2 separate regions of the Macaca mulatta genome follow, and region 2 is linked to region 1. Evidence: chromatin contacts called from public Hi-C data. All regions are on one chromosome and are shown on one strand. The core of a region is the stretch at or near the end of the contact, and the rest is flanking DNA. Distances in the headings are between cores, read along the strand shown. Region 1 holds the start of TUBA1A (tubulin alpha 1a). Region 2 holds the start of LOC710110 (tubulin alpha-1C chain).

Region 1 (2,915 bases), core at 300-2,799:
TCAAGTCCCTCCCTCCCACGCCCTGCTCAGCCTGCCAGCCTGGCAGGAATGAATGGGCTCCGCAGAGTGCTGTGTGAGTAGTTGCTGCCCACCCTGAAAATCTGCCGCTGAAAACCAAAAGGAAAAATTATTTGTAAAAAATAAATTTCCAACTTTAGTGGCCAAACTTACTTACCTCTGAAATTTCATCACCAACATCCAGTGGTACGAAATCCAGTGACTCACTCTGCATAGCCCATCGTTGCTGAGAATGGAGCCTTTCTAAATAGCAAGACAATGTTACTCCAATTTATTTCCTAGGGGTGAAAGCAAAGCCTTTTTGTCCCAAGGGGCAACTGAGCAACCACCAGAGTCTCTAGTTGAATAGCAAGGGTGTGAGGCTGGCTAAAATTCCCACAGTCAGAAGCCCACTCGCAGGAGGATATTTACCAAATTGACATAAGAACTGCATAAAAAGTAAATGCAGTTATTGAGCTGATGTTTCACAGTTGTCTGTAGATGGAGGCAACATTGCAAAATAGTCTTCTTTTTACATTATATTATTCTCTTCTTCTTTTTAATTTGGTGTCTTGGTTATTACTATTATTTTGCTTGTTACTTTCCAGACAAAAGTCCAGTGCAGATATGTAACTGCACACATGTAGTACTAACTTCTGAGCTCAATTATTTCTCCTTGTATTTTCCCAATTTTATATCAGGAAAGATGATTCATTCCAAAGGACAATGCACCACACAAAATGTGTTACATAGACTTCTCATAAAGGAATACCTCTAGTAAACTATTATAACTACTCTACGTGCACTTGCTGTTGATTATTGCCATGTTAGAACTATTTGTTCGCTTCTTTATTTAGTATGGTTATTATTTCCATCTTCCAGTTTTATTTAGCTATTCGAGTGTGCATGTGCCTGCAAAAGAAGCTCTGAAAATAAGTTAGTTGAACCTGAGAAGCCATTTTGAATGACTGTATGACTAAATGTTTTTTTTAAATTAAAAAAAATCACAATTACCCAGACCGTTTTGAGCATTACGCCCATTTTCTCTCCCACTTTATTTTTAAAGCAATTAGAGATATTGAACCCTAACAAAATGTAGTCGAGTTTAATATACTGCGAGGGAGGGGCTGGCAGTAATTTTCCTTTAAATATTTAATCTGAACATAAATCTGTTATTAAGGGTAGGGGGAAAAAACCTCACATAGATAATTTTAACTGCATTTTGGGGTTTAAGCAACATAAAGTCTTCCAACCCCAGTCCCCTTTCTTCTTCCGCCCCTCCCCGACCCCACCCCATAATGGATGCTCGGCAGAATGCTTCTGCACGGTCTCTTTGTCTAAAGGATGCAAACAGTCTACGGATGCTAGAGAAAAAGGGGTGGGGGAGAGATTACCTCATCCCACGTCGTTTGCACCAATCACCAGTCTCCTGTCCTGGCTTCTCTGGGCAGATTGGGGGTCTGGACCAACAGGAACAGGCCCCGGCCCATCCCCATGGTGACCGAGTTGTATATATGGAGCCGCATCCGCCCATGTGCCGCAGGTTCTCTTACATCGACCGCCTAAGAGTCGCGCTGTAAGAAGCAACAACCTTCTCCTCCTTGTCTCCGCCATCTGCTCTGCAGTCGCGAAGCAGCAACCATGGTGAGAATCGGCTTTGGCTCTTTGTGGCCGTTGGGTGGAGTCAGCGCCCCCAGGCTCTGCTTGGAAAATCTTTAAGCTCTTTTCTTTCGTAAGCTCTCTGGGCGAGGGTGGTGGTGTGTTTTGTGAGGTTTAGCTTTACCCCAAATCCTCCAGCTCCGCCGCCGCCGCAGTGCGGGTGCAGGAACCCGGCCAGGACTGCGCCCAGGGCGCTGCAGAGCGCTGGGGAGGAACAAAGGCGGCGCCTGGGCGCCTGTGTTGTCCTACAGCCTTTCGGGGTCGCGGGCAGCCCGTCTGCCGCAACCGAGGGGTCTCGGGCGTCCCGGCTGGGTCCAGTGTCTGTGCGCACGGTTTCGCAGACGCCGAGGGGCCCCTTTCTGTCTCGCCTCGTTCTCTGGGGACCGGGAGAGGAGGAGGCACCCAAAAAGAGCGGGGGCGTTGGGCGAGCTGGGGGATGTGGGAGGGGGAACGGGAACAAAGCGCAGCCTGGGGTTAGCGTGGGAAGACCCCTCGCGGTCGTTGGCGTTTTGGAAAGATAACCACACATTCCCGGGGAAACATGGTGAGTTTCTACTGGAGCCCCCGGCAGCGGGTGTCAGGGCGGCGCAGGGGCGGGGTTGTTTGTTTCTGGCTTCTATGGCGTTGGAGCCACTGGGCGGGGTTCGCCCTCACTAAACCTCCTCTGTCAGGAGCTGACTTAAAAAAAACTTTTCATCATTGCGGAACTGTAGGCTCCAAAAGGGTTTTCTTCGCTATTATAATTAAGATGACCTTTTTTTTTTTCTCTTGAGCAAAATCACAATTCACTTGACAAACTCTTTAATGTCTGGTCTGGGGACGCCCTGCCCTGACCGACTGAAGTGTGTGTGTGTGTGTGTGTGTGTGTGTGTGCGTGCGTGCTGCTCGTTCAGCGAGGGAGAAAGCCTACTTTGTGAGCCCCAGGGTACCCTGATGGTCGTGTGTGTGTGTGTGTGTGTGTGTGTGTGTGTGTGTGTGTGCGCGCGCTGCTCGTTCAGCGAGGGAGAAAGCCCACTTTGTGAGCCCCAGGGTACCCTGATGGTCAGGACCAGGGAAACGCCCTTCCCCGCCGCCCCCCTCCGCCCCGCCCCCACCACATCAGCGAATAGACAATGAAAGTGGTAGCCCTAAAGACCACAGAGAAGAAAACCTCTATTGGATGCAAAGAATATGAATATTATGTGGTGGGTAGAGAATCTCAGGATTAAAATACTATTTTGTTGTTTTAAATAAATATTTCACTATCGTTCCACTGGGCT
Region 2 (2,915 bases), core at 204-2,703, 39 kb before region 1:
AGTGAGCTGAGATTATGCCACTGCACTCCAGTCTGGGCAACAGGGCAAGACTCTGTGTCAAAAAAAAAAAAAAAAGATAAAGGTTCGCAACATGCAGTAAAGTGGGGAAAGTGATACAAATACACCAAGCTGAAATCCACCGCCTCCTTCATGTCCAGGGAAGGCCAATAGATTAGAGGAGTGTCCTCATGTTGACATTATTAATACTTTAATGATTTTTTAAAATTTAATGTCTCCTGTGTCTACCAGAAATAGATTCCTGAGAAGTTCAATAGACTTGGAAGCAGACCACCTGGGTTCAAGGCCCGACTGCCTTTCTCTGTAACCTTGGACTAGTTTCTCAGGGCCTTAGTTTCCTCATCTGCAGAGTGGAGAGGATAGTAACACACTTCACAGGGTGCCCTGAGGATTAAATGAGATAATGCATAGGAAAGACCATCCAAACCTGGGGGACAGAGACTTGTAAACTGCAGATTGTGTTAGCGCCTACTCTCTTCCCATTCTCTGCATCCCACTTCACAGAATTGTTTTTCCTCACACCTTTAAGATGTCTGAGTATCCCACACTGAAGTAGAGTAAAATTAGTAAACCGTTAGTCTTTAGTATAATATTTGCTGATAATAGATAGGCCTCTGTAATTTGAGACTTCAGATTCTGCAGATGCATGGCTTTAAGCTTCAATAGCCTGTATTCATGCATTTATTTTAAGGGATATGCTCATTTGATTCCATTTATAAAATATGCCTCTTCCCTGTGCAACCCACTTTTGATTCAAAAACTAAAATATCCAAATCAGAGAGGCCATTTAAAGTATAAGATAAAAATATAATTAATGTGTATTGCATCTTAAAATATGCTTATCTGTGGTCCTAATAAAACTTCAGGCTGCTCTGAAATTTCAAGATTCCAATAATAAGCCTTATAATGAAAAGAATTGCAGAAATAATAAGATAAACACTAATGCCACCAATATAATTAAACATGAAACAAGAAATAGGAACAAATTCATAAATATCAGTTGCATGCACACAGTACCATGTCCAAGCCATGCATGATGAAACTATTTACATTACATTACTATTCCAGCCTTACCTTTGAATCACAGCCAGGTTCTCCTCTGCTTTGGCTGAATGTGCATGTGTTAAAAGGCGTAGGGAGCTGAAGAGTCCTGGTGAAGTAAATAAGAATCCAGTTAGAGATGTGCAGTTGGAGTTCAGAAAGGATCCATTTGAAGGATCTAATTCCAAGCACACAAAGCACTCATCCCTCCCGAGCTTCTCCACCCCATTGAACAGGCTGTCATTTTAGAGCTGGGCGCCCATTGTTCACTTTCTTCTACTCTAATTAGATTTGACAGATTGCTCTTTCTGGCTAGACTGGCTGTTGCCAAGAACAGAGAGAAGAGATGAGGCTGACCTTGTCATTGTGCCCTTGGGATCAGGTCCCTGCCCCCTCCTCCATCCTAGTCCACAGATCACTGAAATTGCTCCTTAGCAGCTTCACATCTATTCCTCTTCTCCTCCAGCCTAAGACTGGCAGTCTTAGCACCTCTGAGTTTTCTTACTCTCAATACTATGAGCTTCAAAGCCTAGGTAGGCTGTGGGAGTAGAATAAGTGGTGCTGTTGTATTTTTCATAACAATACTCTGACCCTGGTTTTTTTCTTTCTGAGACAGAGTCTTGCTCTGTTGCCCAGGCTGGAGCACCATGGCAAGATCTCGGCTCATTGCAACCTCCACATCCCGGGTTCAAGCGATTCTCCTGCCTGAGCCCCCTGAGTAGCTGGGATTACAGGCGTGTGCCACCACGCCCAGCTAATTTTTTGTATTTTTAGTAGAGACGGGGTTTCACCATGTTGACAACTGGTCTCGAACTCCTGACCTCAGGTCATCCGCCTGCCTTGGCCTTCCAAAGTGCTAGGATTACAGGCATGAGCCACCGCACCCGGCCAGCCTTGGTTTTTTTCTGCAGGCCTATTGGGAAAAACAGACCAGCTTTTCCAAAGGGAAATGTAACTGCAGTTCCACCCAGGAGCCAGGAAATATTGATCACTTAATGAAGCAGAGCTCAGCAAGGATCCACGGATCTGAAGCAAACCCCGTGCCCCGCTGCCCTGTTTCCTGTCTGTGAAATGTCGCCAAGAACTCCTGAACCTTCACCATCTCAAACACACATTATATTGGTATTAGGTAAGAACCAGACAATGAAATGATAGAATGGGAAGTGATCTTAGAGATCATCTAGTCTGATTACTTTTCTTGGAAGATTAAAAAACACAGATGAAAAGTGAGAAGTCACATGACAGTGTCATGAAATTAGCTAATAGATGTTTAACACCTAGCACTATGCAAACGGCTTCTGATCAGTTTTGTCACAAACCTGCCTTTCTCTAATTTATCCTATGCTTGATAATTAACTATATTGGCCAGGAAAGGACTCTCTTTCTCTGAGGAAAGAATTTTCCTCATCCAAGGACTGTATTTTTATTTTTATTTTTCTTATTTTTTTGAGGTAGAGTCTCACTCTGTTGCCCAGGCTGGAGTGCAGTGGCTCCATCTCAGCTCACTGCAACCTCCACCTCCTAGGTTCAAGCGATTCTCCCGCCTCAACCTCCTGGGTAGCTGGGACTTCAGGTGCCCACCACCATACCTGGCTAATTTTTGTATTTTTAGTAGAGACAGGGTTTCATCATGTTGACCAGGCTGGTCTTGAACTCCTAACCTAAGGTGATCTGCTCACCTCAGCCTCCCAAAGTGGGGATTACAGGTGTGAGCCCCCATGCCCAGCCAAAGGACCATATGTTTAGAAATGCTTCCCTGAATTTACTGAGTTTACTGAGAACTCAGTGGCCTTGTACTAGAACCTGAGTCACCAAATGCCACACAACTGTCATAGAAGCACAGGATGGACCTCAAC

The links. A called contact is a pair of places that touch in the nucleus more often than the background predicts.
Region 2: a contact with region 1 is called in a Hi-C map of fetal cortex germinal zone, with 5 times the contacts expected there. The contact joins the promoter of LOC710110 here to the promoter of TUBA1A in region 1. A contact is called at or near these places in 5 of 14 Hi-C or Micro-C datasets (blood, cortical neurons, fetal cortex germinal zone and 2 more).

What each region holds. Positions count from the first base shown.
Region 1 is chr11:56,352,971-56,355,885 of T2T-MMU8v2.0, reverse strand. It overlaps TUBA1A (tubulin alpha 1a), which reads left to right and starts at 1,549. Exons shown (of 4, transcript NM_001195391.1): 1 at 1,549-1,641. The coding sequence starts at 1,639. It overlaps LOC144332844 (a long non-coding RNA gene), which reads right to left and starts at 1,812. Exons shown (of 4, transcript XR_013401030.1): 1 at 1,392-1,812; 2 at 176-261.
Region 2 is chr11:56,391,677-56,394,591 of T2T-MMU8v2.0, reverse strand. It overlaps LOC710110 (tubulin alpha-1C chain), which reads right to left and starts at 1,453. Exons shown (of 5, transcript XM_028829447.2): 1 at 1,417-1,453; 2 at 1,093-1,168. The coding sequence starts at 1,424.